Linked DNA regions of Mus musculus: regions 1 and 2 are each linked to region 3. The links are chromatin contacts, called in public HiChIP or PLAC-seq maps. All regions are on one chromosome and are shown on one strand. The core of a region is the stretch at or near the end of the contact, and the rest is flanking DNA. Distances in the headings are between cores, read along the strand shown.

Region 1 (4,253 bases), core at 1,335-3,834, 650 kb after region 3:
TCTTTGACGCCCAGCTCACTGCACCCCTCTCTGCCTTTCATAGATGGGATCTATTATGGAGACAATCGGTTCAACACTGTGAGCGAATCGGGAACAGCCACGCTGAAAGCCCGGCCACGAGTCCGGCCCCTGTTGACTTTCATTCCTCTGGTGAGTATGCTCACTGCCCAGAGTCTGTTCTAGGTGGGCCACCTCACCTGCCAAAAATGGAGCAGGTCTGCCACATCCGCCTCGCCCACTGTCCACTCCCTTCCTTCCTGATGCCAACCCGGGGAGGCTTCTGGGAAGAGGCAGGGCTGAGACTCATAGCAGGAAGCTCGAGATCAGGAGAGGCACCCAGTGGTGGGGGCCAACTTGAACCCAGCAGGAGTTTTTTTTTTTCTCATTCCTGATGGCCACTGGTTGCCTGCCTGCCAGGCCCTGGATGCAGGGAGGATGTAGTTGGCATTACTTGTGCCCGCTCTAGGAGATGCTGCCCAGTAGAGCATTGGCCAGGCAGAGGCAGCCGGTGTTATTTACAAGGGATGATCAAGAAGGGCTTCCTGGAGGAGGCAGAATCTGAATTTCCTCATAGGATAAATAGTTGTGACACTTGGGAGAAGGGCATTTGAGATAGATTCTTTTGTGTTTATGAAACTACAGGAAACCAAAAGCTCTCATCTTTTGTTCCAAGATAGGATCTTGCTAGCCCTGGCTAGCTTGAATCGCTCAGTGGTTTTCCTGCCTCTGCCTCCCAAGTGCCAGCATTACAATTTCACCGAGCAAAGCAAACATCTATCTATTTATCTATCTATCTATCTATCTATCTATCTATCTATCTATCTATTATTATATAATATATAATATATATAATATATTATATATATGTATTATACATATATGTATATATAATGTTTATGAGTGTTCTGCCTTCATGTATATCTGTACACCATGTATGTACAGTGGTCACCAGAGGCCAGAAGAAGTTATCAGAAGCCCTAGAGGCAGAATTACAGGCACTTGTGAGCAGCCGTGTGAATGCTGGGAATCAAACATGGGTCCCCTCTAGAAGCCATCTCTCCAACCCCAAATAAATAGCTTAAAGGCCACAGTTGGGATTTTGCTCTTTGATAAGTAGAAGAGACTCCAAAGAACCACTCAGGAGTCCTGGCAAGATGGCTCAGTGGGCCAAGGTGCTTGCCATCAAATCTGATGATTTAAGCTTGATTCCCCAGAACCCATGGTGAAAAAAGAGAACAGATTCCTGCAGCCTGCCCGCTGACCTCCACATTTGGGCTGTGGCATGTGCTTGCTGCCTGCCTCTCCCCCACGCAAAATAAATAAGTAAATGTACAAAACAAACCCCCACTGGATAAATGGTTCTGTTCTCCTAAGGCTGTTCGATCCAAGTCTCCCGTGTGGTTTTAAAGGGGCTCTATTAAAAGTAAAATCGAAAACATCTTGTATGGGAGTTCATGCCTACAGTCCCAGCACCTGGGAGGTAGAAGCTGGTAGATCAGGAGCTCAAGGAAGCCTGGCCTATAAGCCTGGACTAGGTGGGACCGTGTCTCCAAAAGGCCTAAAAAGCAAAGGAAAGTTAAAAACTAGAAAGAAATAAATGCCCTGGCTTTATTTCCCAGTAACAAACCCCGGCTAAGTGTGGGGGTCCTGTCCCACAGCCCCAACATTTTGAGAGATGGAATTCCGTCATCCTTGGCTACATGAGACCCTGTCTCAAAACCCAGCCAACAGACAAACAACCACGCCTTTCAGGTCATGTATTTTCTGTTTAAAAGTGACCTCTGAGGCTGAGGCTGTAGTTCAGTCAGCAAAGTGCTTGCTCGCACCTCTGGATTCAGCGTCCCAAAAACAAAAACCAAACAGGACTGGCTGAGCCCGCCTGTGATTGAAGCACTTGAGAATTAGAGGCAGAAAGATCAGAAGTTCAAGGTCATAGACACAGATTTGTCACTTTCAACTAGAAGGTTAAAACAAAAAACAAACAAACAAACAACAAACTTCTGCCCAATTCATTTCCAGAGATGCTCACAACTGTGTAAAGACTCCTGTGGCCAAGGTGATGATCAACTGAAGTTAGCATCCTATATCTAGAAGTGAATTCCAGGCTCCCCTCACTGCCTCATAGCGAATTCTGGAGATGGTGGTATAGGAGCTGCCACACCTGTCCCTGAACTGGTTAATGAATAATGACTAGCTCCTAATGTCCTGGCCCCTCCCCCAGGGTCAGTGAGGCCCCCTCCAGTCTCTTACATCTTCTCCCCACCCACCTATTCTGGGCCTTTACTGCTGCCCCCACTGCCCCCACCCCAATCTGGGCAGAACCTCAGGAAGTCTATGGAAGATTCAGGCTAAGTCAAGGCTTTTAGGACTGCTCCGGCCTGGAGTACTGGGCCTCTTGAGGACATCCCTTGGGAACATTCTTTCTGCACAAACCAGGAAGTCCCCACTATGCAGAATGAGAGAGGACTGACATGTCAAACTAATAACCGAAACCCATTGGGTCCATGGGAGTGTGTTGTACAGAGCCAGAACTGAACCCAGGAGGGACGTTTACCACATTCCTTCAGTGCTGGCTAAGGTAGAGCTGCCTGCCTGGCCCCACCCTCCCTGAGAGCACAGCTAACACAGGAGTTCCAAAGAGCATATATCCCTGAACAGAGAGAGCCATCCCCTCCCTAACGCATGCCAAAAACCCCCACTTCACAGCCCGAGGCTCTAGCCCTGAGACCGGAAATGATTTGCATATTGTCCTGCAGAGCCCAGACCCACGCTCCCAGAGGCCAAGTCCCAGGTCCAAATGCCCCTCAGGCTGCCCTAACCTTCCCTCCATGCCCCACCTGGCAGCTTTGTCTTCCCCTTCCAGGGCCCTTGACAGAATTACTCCCACCTCCCTGGCCTGGTGCTCGCCACCCTCGTCCTGTGTCGCCTTCTGGATCTTGGAATCTTCGAGGCCCTAATGAAATGGTTTCAAGGGTGTGAGGAGTTTTAGCTGAGGACTCTCAGGATCCACCAAATTCAGACCCTTTGGCCTAATTGCTGCTCTGATCTTGCTTCAGGTTACAGGGCTGGAGTAGCTTCCAGCCTCGCTCACCACCTGCTCTGGGTGAAGGTCAGTTGAGTAGCTCATTTTTTCCTATCTGATCTTGGGGCCCCTTCCATAGGCTCTGGGCTTTCTTCCAGTGCCCCAGGTGCGAGTGTGGGCTCACTTGTTCAGAACCCCAGTCCCATGTCAGGGTGGGAGGGTCTCTGGGCCAGTACCTGAGCCTTGCCCCTTCTGCCTGGTGTGGTATTAAACCTCTAAGGGCCTCACTCAGTCCTTTCTTACCCTCCCACCTGCAGAGAGCACCTCCCAGGCCTGGAGGTGAGCAAGGGAAGCCACCAAGCAGCATCACCCTGGCAAACAGATGAGGCAGGCCCAGCCAGGGTCTTTGAGCCCTGCCTGGGTGTCTTCTGAATGTCCTCTCATCTTTTAAGAGCCAGCCAGGGGACAGGTTCAAAAAGAGGGTTGTCCTCAGGTGCCTTACTCTAAGAAATACTTTCTCGAGTCTCCATAACCAAAGGCCAACCATGAAACAGACCTTTGGGGTCCTTGGTCATCAGATCCCTGTTCCCAGTCCCCGCTCTACCTTGGGTTGTGGAGTTACAGAGGACCAGACCCTTGTTCTCTTCCAGGCCTCTGATTTCTTTAACCTTTGGTAGGGCTTACTACTGTGAATCGTCCCCTAGGGTGTCCCCAGCTGTGAGTTTCTGTGCTAAGTGACTATACGGGCACGGGAGGGGGCATGGCAAGCTCTTACACATGCCTCACACACAGATCCGGATTCTTCCTGGAGGAGGGTTGCTTTCTGGCCACCAGGCCCACCCACCTCACTGATCTGGGGTGTGGGGGAGGGGTAGGTTTAGAGCTACCACACAGCAGAAGTGGGAGGACCTCAGCTGTCATCAAGAGGGAATGTACTGCCGCATGGTGGTGCATGCCTGAGATCCCAGATGAGGAGAGCTGGGGATGCCGCTATGGTACAGGGCCATGTTACTAAATAAGGATAAACAAGAGCTGGGGCGTGGCCCAGTAACAGAGCACTCTCCTCCTCACATGCACCGTAAACTGGGTTCACTCTCTGTTGTGGGGTGGGGATAAGAACACAGAGACCTGGACCTGTGAAAGAACCTGGTAGATAAAGGCTCTTGCCGCCCAGCCCCATGACCCAAATCCAATCGCCAGGACCCGAAAGGTAGAAGGAGAGAGGTGACAT
Region 2 (3,794 bases), core at 1,142-3,641, 770 kb after region 3:
GGAGGGGGCTGGCCCCTGGGAATTTCCAGTATGAAAAGGCACGAGGAAGCACCCAGAGGCAGTGTGCTGATGCAGGAAGTTGTGGGCTTGTTTTGCTGTTTGTTTTTTGTTTTAGTTTTTTGGGGGGGTGGGAGTGGGGGTTCAAGACAGGGTTTTTCTTCGTAATCTTGGCGGTCCTAGAACTAGCTCTCTCAACCAGGCTGGCTTCGAACTCTCAGAGAGCCGCCTGCCTTCTGCCTCCCAAGTGCACGAGCTGCCACAGCCTGGCAGGTTTGTTTGTTTTTTTGAGACGGGGGTGTGTGTGTGGGGTGTGGTGGTGGTGGTGGAGGGGGTCTTACTACATTTCTCTGGTTGGCCTGGAACTCACTGTGTAGTAGACCCGGCTGGCCTTGAACCCCCAGAGATTCGTAAACGTGACTGGATTTATTTGGTTTTGTTTTTTGACACGGGGTCTCCTGTAGCCCATGTTGGCTCTAAATGCAATGCATAGTTGGGGATGCCCCTGGGTCTCCGGTTCTCCTGCTTCTTTACCGCTTAAATGCTGGGCTCAGAGACATCTACCAGCAGGCTCAGTAGTGTGAAGATAAAACTCTTTATGCAGAGGTACAAGAAAAAAGAATTTGAGTCCTGCCTAGGGAAAGTCCTACAGCTCTCAGCTGTTTCTGAATCGCTTGCAGATGATGTCGAGCCTGGTGGCACTCACCTATGATCCTACCGTTTGGAAGGCTGAGGCGGGAGTTCAAGACCAGCCTGGGATACCCAGTAACACCATCTCACTTACACACATACACACACACACACACACACACACACTCACTCACACAAAGCATGATGTCAGGACTATATAATCCCAGTGTTCAGGTAGAGGTAAAAGGGGTTCAAGGCCATCCTTGACTACATAGTAAATTCAAGGCCAGCCTGAATGACATGAAACCCTGTCTCAAAAAACAAAAAGGGGGCTGGAGAGATGGCTCAGCGGGTAAGAGCACTGACTGCTCTTCTGAAGGTCCTGAGTTCAAATCCCAGCAACCACATGGTGGTTCACAACCATTCGCAATGAGATCTGGTGCCCTCTTCTAATGTGTCTGAAAACAGCTACAGTGTACTTACGTATAATAAATAAATCTTTAAAAAACAAAAAAAGAAAAAAAAAAACAAAAAGGAAAAATAAATCATAATAGGGCCAGAGATGTGGCTTGCTGGTGACAGGTCTTGCTGTGCATGCAGGGGGACCTGAGTTTGAGTGCCCAGTGCTGGAATAGCAGCTAGGCATGACTGTGCAGGCTGATGACCCCAGAATTCAGAGGCAGAGGTAAGATGCTGTGGGGTGCTAGCCAGTCATCCTAGCCAAAGCGGTGAGCTTCAGGTTCAGTGAGAAATCCTGTCACAAGGGAATAAAGCGGGAACAGAGGAAGAAAGACACCTTTTAGCCTTCCCTGGCTTCCACGCTCACGAGCATGGATGCAAATACTGGCACACCCGTACGCACGCACACATGCATACATAAGCATAAACCCCCACATACATACCGCACAGACACATTCCAATTTTAAAAAAATAATATAAGCCAGGCAGTGGTGGCGCATGCCTTTAATTCTAACACTCAGGAGGCAGAGGCAGGCGGATCTCTGTGAGTTCGAGGCTAGCCTGGTCTACAGAGCTAGTTCCAGGACGGGCAGAACTGTTGTACAGAGAAAGCCTGACTCAAAACAAAACAACCCCCTAAAACCAAAAATAAGTAAAAATATATTTATATATTTGTATATGTACATATATACAAATATACACACTATATATATTACATATATACATATGTTCATATATATTTGATTGATTGATTGATTGTTTGATTGGTAAAGATAAAGGGTGGGGGTGCAGTTCAGAGACAGGATCCTTACGTAGCATGTAAGAGGCCCAGCATTGCTAACCAGTCAGGCAGTCAGAGGATCCACATTTCTGGGTGTGGAACAGAATCCCCTGTCCCTTCCTCCAGACAGGGTGTCCCGATGACATAGGCCAGGGTTGCCCTCCATTTCTGCTTTTTCTGCTTGGTCGCCATCACTGAGTCCAGGGCACGAAGAGAAGCAGCAGATGTAGCACTAACCACAGGTACCTTAAACTGGACGTCTTCCGCTTGTGTTCCCACGTCTTCTGAACCCACTAGACAGCTTAGGACTGCTCTGTGACCAGTGTGCCCCAGCGAGCGGAGCCCCTCTTTGAACCTGGCTCAGCCTCTACTTGGCTCATTTATCAGGTCACATCCCACATCATCATGGGAAGTCAGGGTGCTGGACTCTTCCCAGAAACTGGAATGAAGATAGCTCACATGTGAATGGGCACATAATGGGTCAGAGCAAAGATATGCAGCTGATTGAGAGAGACACAAAGGCTGAGGCCGAGCAAGCCTCGACCTTTACCCTTTGGCCTCTGTTAGCATATCTAAAGGAAGAATGTGTCCCGGGGGTGGGCCTGTGAAGGGCAAGTTAGTCCAACCAAATACTTTTAAGATCTATGGGGAGGAGGGGTCCTGGCCCACCGTCTCTGGCGGCCTTGGGGTCTGACAGAGACTTTCCCTCTGACCTCCGACATTTCCTTTGGTGGCCTCTCTTTCTCCACCCCCTCCTTAAATGTGGATGTCTGCTGCTGTCCTGTCTGATCTCCCACATCCCTTACAGGACAGCATCTACCCCAGGGGCAGCCTCCTGTGCCCAGGACTTCAGTAGGAACCAGTAGGACTCAGTAGGAACCAGAGAGAAATGTGCCCACACTGGACTGAGTTCATCTTCCAGCCCTGCTTGGATCTTAAGAGATTTTTCTGACAAGCTGGTGTCTGGCCAGGTGGCTCTGTCGGTAAGAGAACTTGCTGTTGAGCCTGGTGGTGGGTGTTCCATTCCGAAACCCACGTGGTGAAAGTGCTCCTTTAATTCGTCTTCCAGTTACCATGTATTCAGGCAAATGCACCCCTCTTCCCACAGGTATCATGCGCCGGCCTCCCCCTACAAATAAGGTTTTAAGTAGAAGCTTCCTGTGAGTTATTTTGAGATAGTGTTCTGCTGCTTAGCCCAGGCTAGCCTTGAGCCATCAACCCTGCTTTAAAAGCCTCCAAGTAATTAGAGGCCTAGGCTAGGGTACTCTCTGCCCAGCACCCTTGGAATGTTTCATGATTTCATTTATAAGAACCTCTTAAAGGCTCCCTACTTACATGGCTGCAGACCCTAAATGCTTAGAACTGTTTCTGGTTTTGATTAAAACCCTTTAACTAGTTTGAAATGCACTATAAATTACTATTAACCCTTACCTTCCTAGGCTGCAGCATAAGTGCTGGAACTTGAATACACATATGGTGATACTGTACTGGGCTTCATATATGTTGTTTATGTATTTTGAGACAAGGACTTTCTGTAGAGCCCTGACTGACCGAAAACTCTCTATGTAGACCAGGCTGGCCTCCAACTCACAAAACTCTACCTGTGTCTCCCTCCTGAGTAGTGACTGGGCTTAAGAGCATACAGTGCTCCTGGTGTAATATGTGTCACTGGACATGGTGACAGATGTCTGTAATCTCAGGACTTGGGAGGTAGAGACAGGAAGATTCAGAGTTTGAGGCCAGCATGAGTTCTATAGGCCACTGTCTCAAAAATCAAAATATATGATTTGTTCTTGAGCTGGGCATAACAGTATCCCTGGAGCCTTATCTTAAGGAGCAGGAGAGGTTCTTGCATGGTTCAACCCACCTGGGCTACACAGTTAGACTCTGACTCAATTTTCCTGAGGGCACAGCCTTGTCCCTTGGC
Region 3 (4,240 bases), core at 943-3,442:
CCCAGAATGTGTTTTCACTACAATCTGGTTACTATGGGAACCAAAGGGAAAGGTGATCTCCCTAGAGGAAATGTTAAATGAGATTAATCTTTATCACTCAGCTTTCTCCTTGTCCCTGAAAAACCAAATATAAGCACTGGAAAACAAAAACAAAGCCTTCCTGAACAGACTCTGTGATGCCACCGGGATTGAGTCCCACCATTGCTTCCTGAGCTAAGGACCCAGGTGCCAGCAGGGAGGGAGACCCCACATGGGACATGTAGGAGACTAGACTTCACTCAGCAAACTCCGTCTAATCTGTAACTGTGGGAAAGCTGGTCAGGTGAGATCCTGTCTCCCCTAATGAAGGTTACTTTTTGACAATGTTAAATACATCTACAGAGAATTCCCACTGACCGCTTACCCACTTCTTCTGGGGAACAGGAACCATTGCTAGTTGCAAAATCAAGACAATCACAGTGACACGTTTTCCCAAATCTTTGGCTGTATTGCAATGGTTGTTTCATTTTGTAATCTCCAACTGAACATACCCTAACCATGGATTAACAATATAGGTACTGACTGGTTTAACAGTATTTATCCAACATAACAAAATAAACTGCAATTTGTTATACTTTTTTTTTTTTTTACAAAACATTTTATAAATATTTTTACAAAATGTATACAAAGCAATTTCAAGTGAGACATACTATACAAATGAAGGTATTTAAGCAAATAAAGCCACGCCACACTGACAGTGAGTGACCGTCCTTGGAGCCGGCCAGCCTGTGAGGCCTCCCTAATCTAACAGAGTCTACTAAAGTCTCCAGAACTAAAGGGTTTCCTTATCGTAATTGCCAGTTCAAAATTTGCTTCATCTTTAGGCAGTACTTAAGGACACAGAAAATCAATGCGTAATAACAAATTCATACTTTTCCACAACAACAAACGGATTAAAAACAAAGGGAAGAAAAGGTGATTTTTTTTTTTTGTTACTGAGCACGCGTTCTAGAACTCAACTGACTAATGACCCTGAACCACCAACGTTGGCCACTGAGGCAGAGCGCTTCCCTTCAGCAGTGGGGGCTCGGGAGTGAGTTATGACCCATGTGGTGTAACCTAATCACAGGAGTAAAATACACTTTGTAATCTTCATTTGTCATTATCTAGAGTCTTTCCTCCATAAAAAGTAAACTTACATACAAGGACACAAAAATTTACAAGTTTCATTTTGGTACAGTAGGCTCTCCTTGTGTGGGACTAATGTCATGGTGAGAAGCCCTGTAACCTGACACACAGGAGAGAAAACTAGGGCCAGGGCCGGGGCTGGGGAGGGAGGGAAGAGATAACAAATATACACGAGACTTTCTTGTCTCTTGAGAATTCCACTGATTTGCAATAATTAAAGTAATTCATTAGTAGCCATGTGCTGCAGGCATCCAGGGGCCATCTTGAATGGTAACCATGTGGCTATGAGAAGAGCCTGTGACAGAGAGATCAGGGCAGCCCAGACAGAGGTCTAACTGGTAAACAACTCATCTTTCTAATGTGTTATAATACAGGAAGGAAGTCAGCAACTTGGACATTGGCACAGAGAAGGAAGAAAAGGACAACTCGAAGACAGCCCAGACTCTTCTAGTTTGGTTGGCTGGGCTGTGGGCGGGAGAAGGTCCATCGCTCTCAAAGACTGGCTGTCTCACAGAGTTTTTTTGTGTAGTGGACAGAGGGGTAAAAAAGGCCCACACAGTCTGCTATTGCTCAAATTTCTCTCCTTCTGTGTTTGAGGCAGGGGTGTGTTATATAGCCCAAGCTGGCCTTGAACCAGTGACTCTCCTGCTTTAGTCACCTGACTGTTGGGATTACAGGTGTATGCCACCATGCCTAGATTGTTGCTGTGTTATGTGAAAAAAAGATAAAAATCAAAATCAAAAGCCTTCCTTTCCATTGCAGGCCAATCTGGAAAAGAAACACTCTACATGATGACCATAGGGACAACTCCATTTTGGGGGTATAACGAAGCAGAGGAGATCAACGGATGCATTTACACAGCCTGGGGATGAACAGAGGGAGGAAGCCCTCACAGGCATCAAAGCTACCTCTGGATCCCAGAGGTTGATGGAGACGTGGGAGGAGGGTTGCAGACACAGCACTGTGGGCCATTACCACACAGGAAGAAGCAAGTAGCAACAGAACACGCCCTGGTGCAGGCCCGCACAGAGGGAAGGATGAGGGCCACTCCCGGAAAGGAACAAAAATAATAAAGAGGAAGGCTCGATCGCTATGGTGAACTGGACCACACACAGCGGGGGCGGGGCCAGGACATGGCCCCCTGTCTCCTGCCTCGGTTCCTTCCTTCAGTGGCCTGCTGGTTGTGACCTTTGGTTTACTGTGTTTGGGAATGAATGACTGATACTGTTGACTACTATTCTCACGAACAAGGCCAGAGTCCCGTTCAAAAGCCTCAACTGAAAGAGTACAACACAGTTTTTAAGTGAAAGCCTTTTGATGCTTGGCTAAGGGCTGAGGGAAAGGGGACAACGAGGTTGAATGGAACAGAATTCAGCGATAATAAAGAACATAGGTTATGTTGACTTCACCCAATTATAAAATGCAAACCTCTTTTAAGTTGATGGAATACACGGAGACCCCGGTGCCTCCCCAACTCGCTGCCTTACAACTGACTTCCACTGTTCCCTAGTGAGCCTGTGAGAATTTCAGGGCGTACACCTGGGGCTAAGAACAGACCATTCTCAGACAGAATTCAGCACGAATGTGTTGAAGACAAACACAAGGCTTTGCTTTTGCAGCATCGCACAGCACTGGATGTCAGGAGGATGCTCTGTGGCTGTGCTCCTGGCGTCTTAGCCAGGGCGGTGGGCTTCCAGGCAGAGCACCGGCTACCCACCACTCAGCGGGCTGGTCAGGGAGAGTCTTCCCTACGCAGATACCCTCTCCCCCTGGAACAGAACAAAACCAAACCACTACTTTGGAGCTGCAGTGAGAAAGTCTTTAAATCAGTCCTGTTTGATTTTTCTTTAATAAGTCTGTTCTTTTGAAATGACTTATGATTGTCAAAATTTTACCCAGGGCCAAGTGTACTGTGGTCTTGAGCGACAGTGCTAAGAAACAAACCACAAAACAAATTAACGAACAACAATGGCCGTAAGCACTTTCGTAACACTTGAAATGTGGAGGGCCTATCGGACTGCTTTCTAGAGAGAGGTGGGTGTACTGAGGGGTCTCCCCGCAGCCATGACGACATGTATTGCTCTTCAAAAGAACAGGGTGAGATTAGAAAGGATAACCTGTGATGGAGGACCAAGCAGGCTGGAGACAGACGGGAGCCGTTTCCATTTGCTTTGCTGGGAGAGAGTGTAACTGGTCCGGGGCAGGGTCTGGAGGAGGACGGCTGCTATTAACACTCTAGAATACTATTTACAGCTGCTTCTAAAATGGAGTCCGTTTCTACAACGCCTTCACTGTGGTCCGGGATGAATTTTTCTAGGCAGTTTTCCTGCGAAGCCATTGGAGAAAAGCTGGGGAAGTCCAGGTCCGCCGCACCGCTGGCCGTAGGGTCGCTTGGCGGCCGCCCCGAGTTCTTGAGTTCCAGGATGTTCTTAAAGGTTTTCTCTAGGCTCTTGGTGAGCTGGAGATCTGGCTGGGGCTCACCCGACCCTTTCATGATGTCTGTGTGTAAAACCTCATTCTTTGGGGAATTCCTCAGCGCTTTGTCCTGGAAGGAGTCGAGACAGGGCATCTCCATGTGCGAGCTGGCCAGGACGCCGGGGAGCTTGCTCTCAGAGCCGTGATCTGGCCTGGGCAAGCTTTTGCGGTGGCCCTCGGGGCCCGGAGAGCACCTGCTGACCTTGGCAGGGTCCCTCCGGCCGCCCTTGTCCTCAGGCGGACCCCGGTATTGGCCTAAGACCCCTCTGTCAAATTTCAGTGTTCTACTGTGGCCTTCTGACTTTTTAGAAATGTTTCCCTCTGCAGAGACCACGATGTGGTTAGGCACTAGATGAAACTGGTCATGATTCGTTGCTTCTGCCATGCCTGGCTTGGCTCGGTCTCTGCTTTGGGCCCTGGGCACCTGATGGAGCGAGCTGGTTTTGCTGCGATGCTGGTCACTCCTGTCAAGCGGGGTCTCAGGTACAGCTTCGTCAAGTTTGAAGGAACAACAGAAATCGGCCTGAAAACCCTCTGGAAAGGAGATCAGAAAGAACTTTAGCGGTCAGAGAACTAGCACAGGGCAAAGCCTCTCGAT

The links. HiChIP or PLAC-seq counts read pairs in DNA pulled down with a chosen protein or histone mark.
Region 1: an H3K27ac HiChIP or PLAC-seq map of embryonic stem cells shows a contact between it and region 3, with 10 read pairs. The contact joins two enhancer-like sites. A contact is called at or near these places in 9 of 39 promoter capture datasets (the 3T3-L1 cell line, the HPC-7 cell line, hematopoietic stem and progenitor cells and 4 more) and 2 of 115 datasets of contacts at active chromatin or transcription factors (bone marrow-derived macrophages and embryonic stem cells).
Region 2: a contact with region 3 is called in an H3K27ac HiChIP or PLAC-seq map of embryonic stem cells, with 7 read pairs. The contact joins two enhancer-like sites. A contact is called at or near these places in 1 of 39 promoter capture datasets (liver) and 1 of 115 datasets of contacts at active chromatin or transcription factors (embryonic stem cells).

Annotation. Positions count from the first base shown.
Region 1 is chr17:47,446,522-47,450,774 of GRCm38.p6, forward strand. AI661453 (expressed sequence AI661453) reads left to right here. Exons shown (of 5, transcript NM_145489.2): 2 at 44-150. Among named protein-coding and RNA genes, the nearest start is that of AI661453, 12 kb to the left of the region's middle. Within about 2 kb of position 2,585, at least 43 of the 459 cell types and tissues checked have an H3K27ac peak or open chromatin away from gene starts, as enhancers often do. A contact at or near this core is called in embryonic stem cells, where this site is marked.
Region 2 is chr17:47,569,445-47,573,238 of GRCm38.p6, forward strand. It overlaps a transcript of Ccnd3 not described here. Among named protein-coding and RNA genes, the nearest start is that of Ccnd3, 22 kb to the right of the region's middle. Within about 2 kb of position 2,392, at least 25 of the 459 cell types and tissues checked have an H3K27ac peak or open chromatin away from gene starts, as enhancers often do. A contact at or near this core is called in embryonic stem cells, where this site is marked.
Region 3 is chr17:46,797,654-46,801,893 of GRCm38.p6, forward strand. It overlaps Bicral (BRD4 interacting chromatin remodeling complex associated protein like), which reads right to left. Exons shown (of 11, transcript NM_001100452.1): 11 at 463-4,176. The coding sequence ends at 3,395. Among named protein-coding and RNA genes, the nearest start is that of Rpl7l1, 17 kb to the left of the region's middle. Within about 2 kb of position 2,193, at least 21 of the 459 cell types and tissues checked have an H3K27ac peak or open chromatin away from gene starts, as enhancers often do. A contact at or near this core is called in embryonic stem cells, where this site is marked.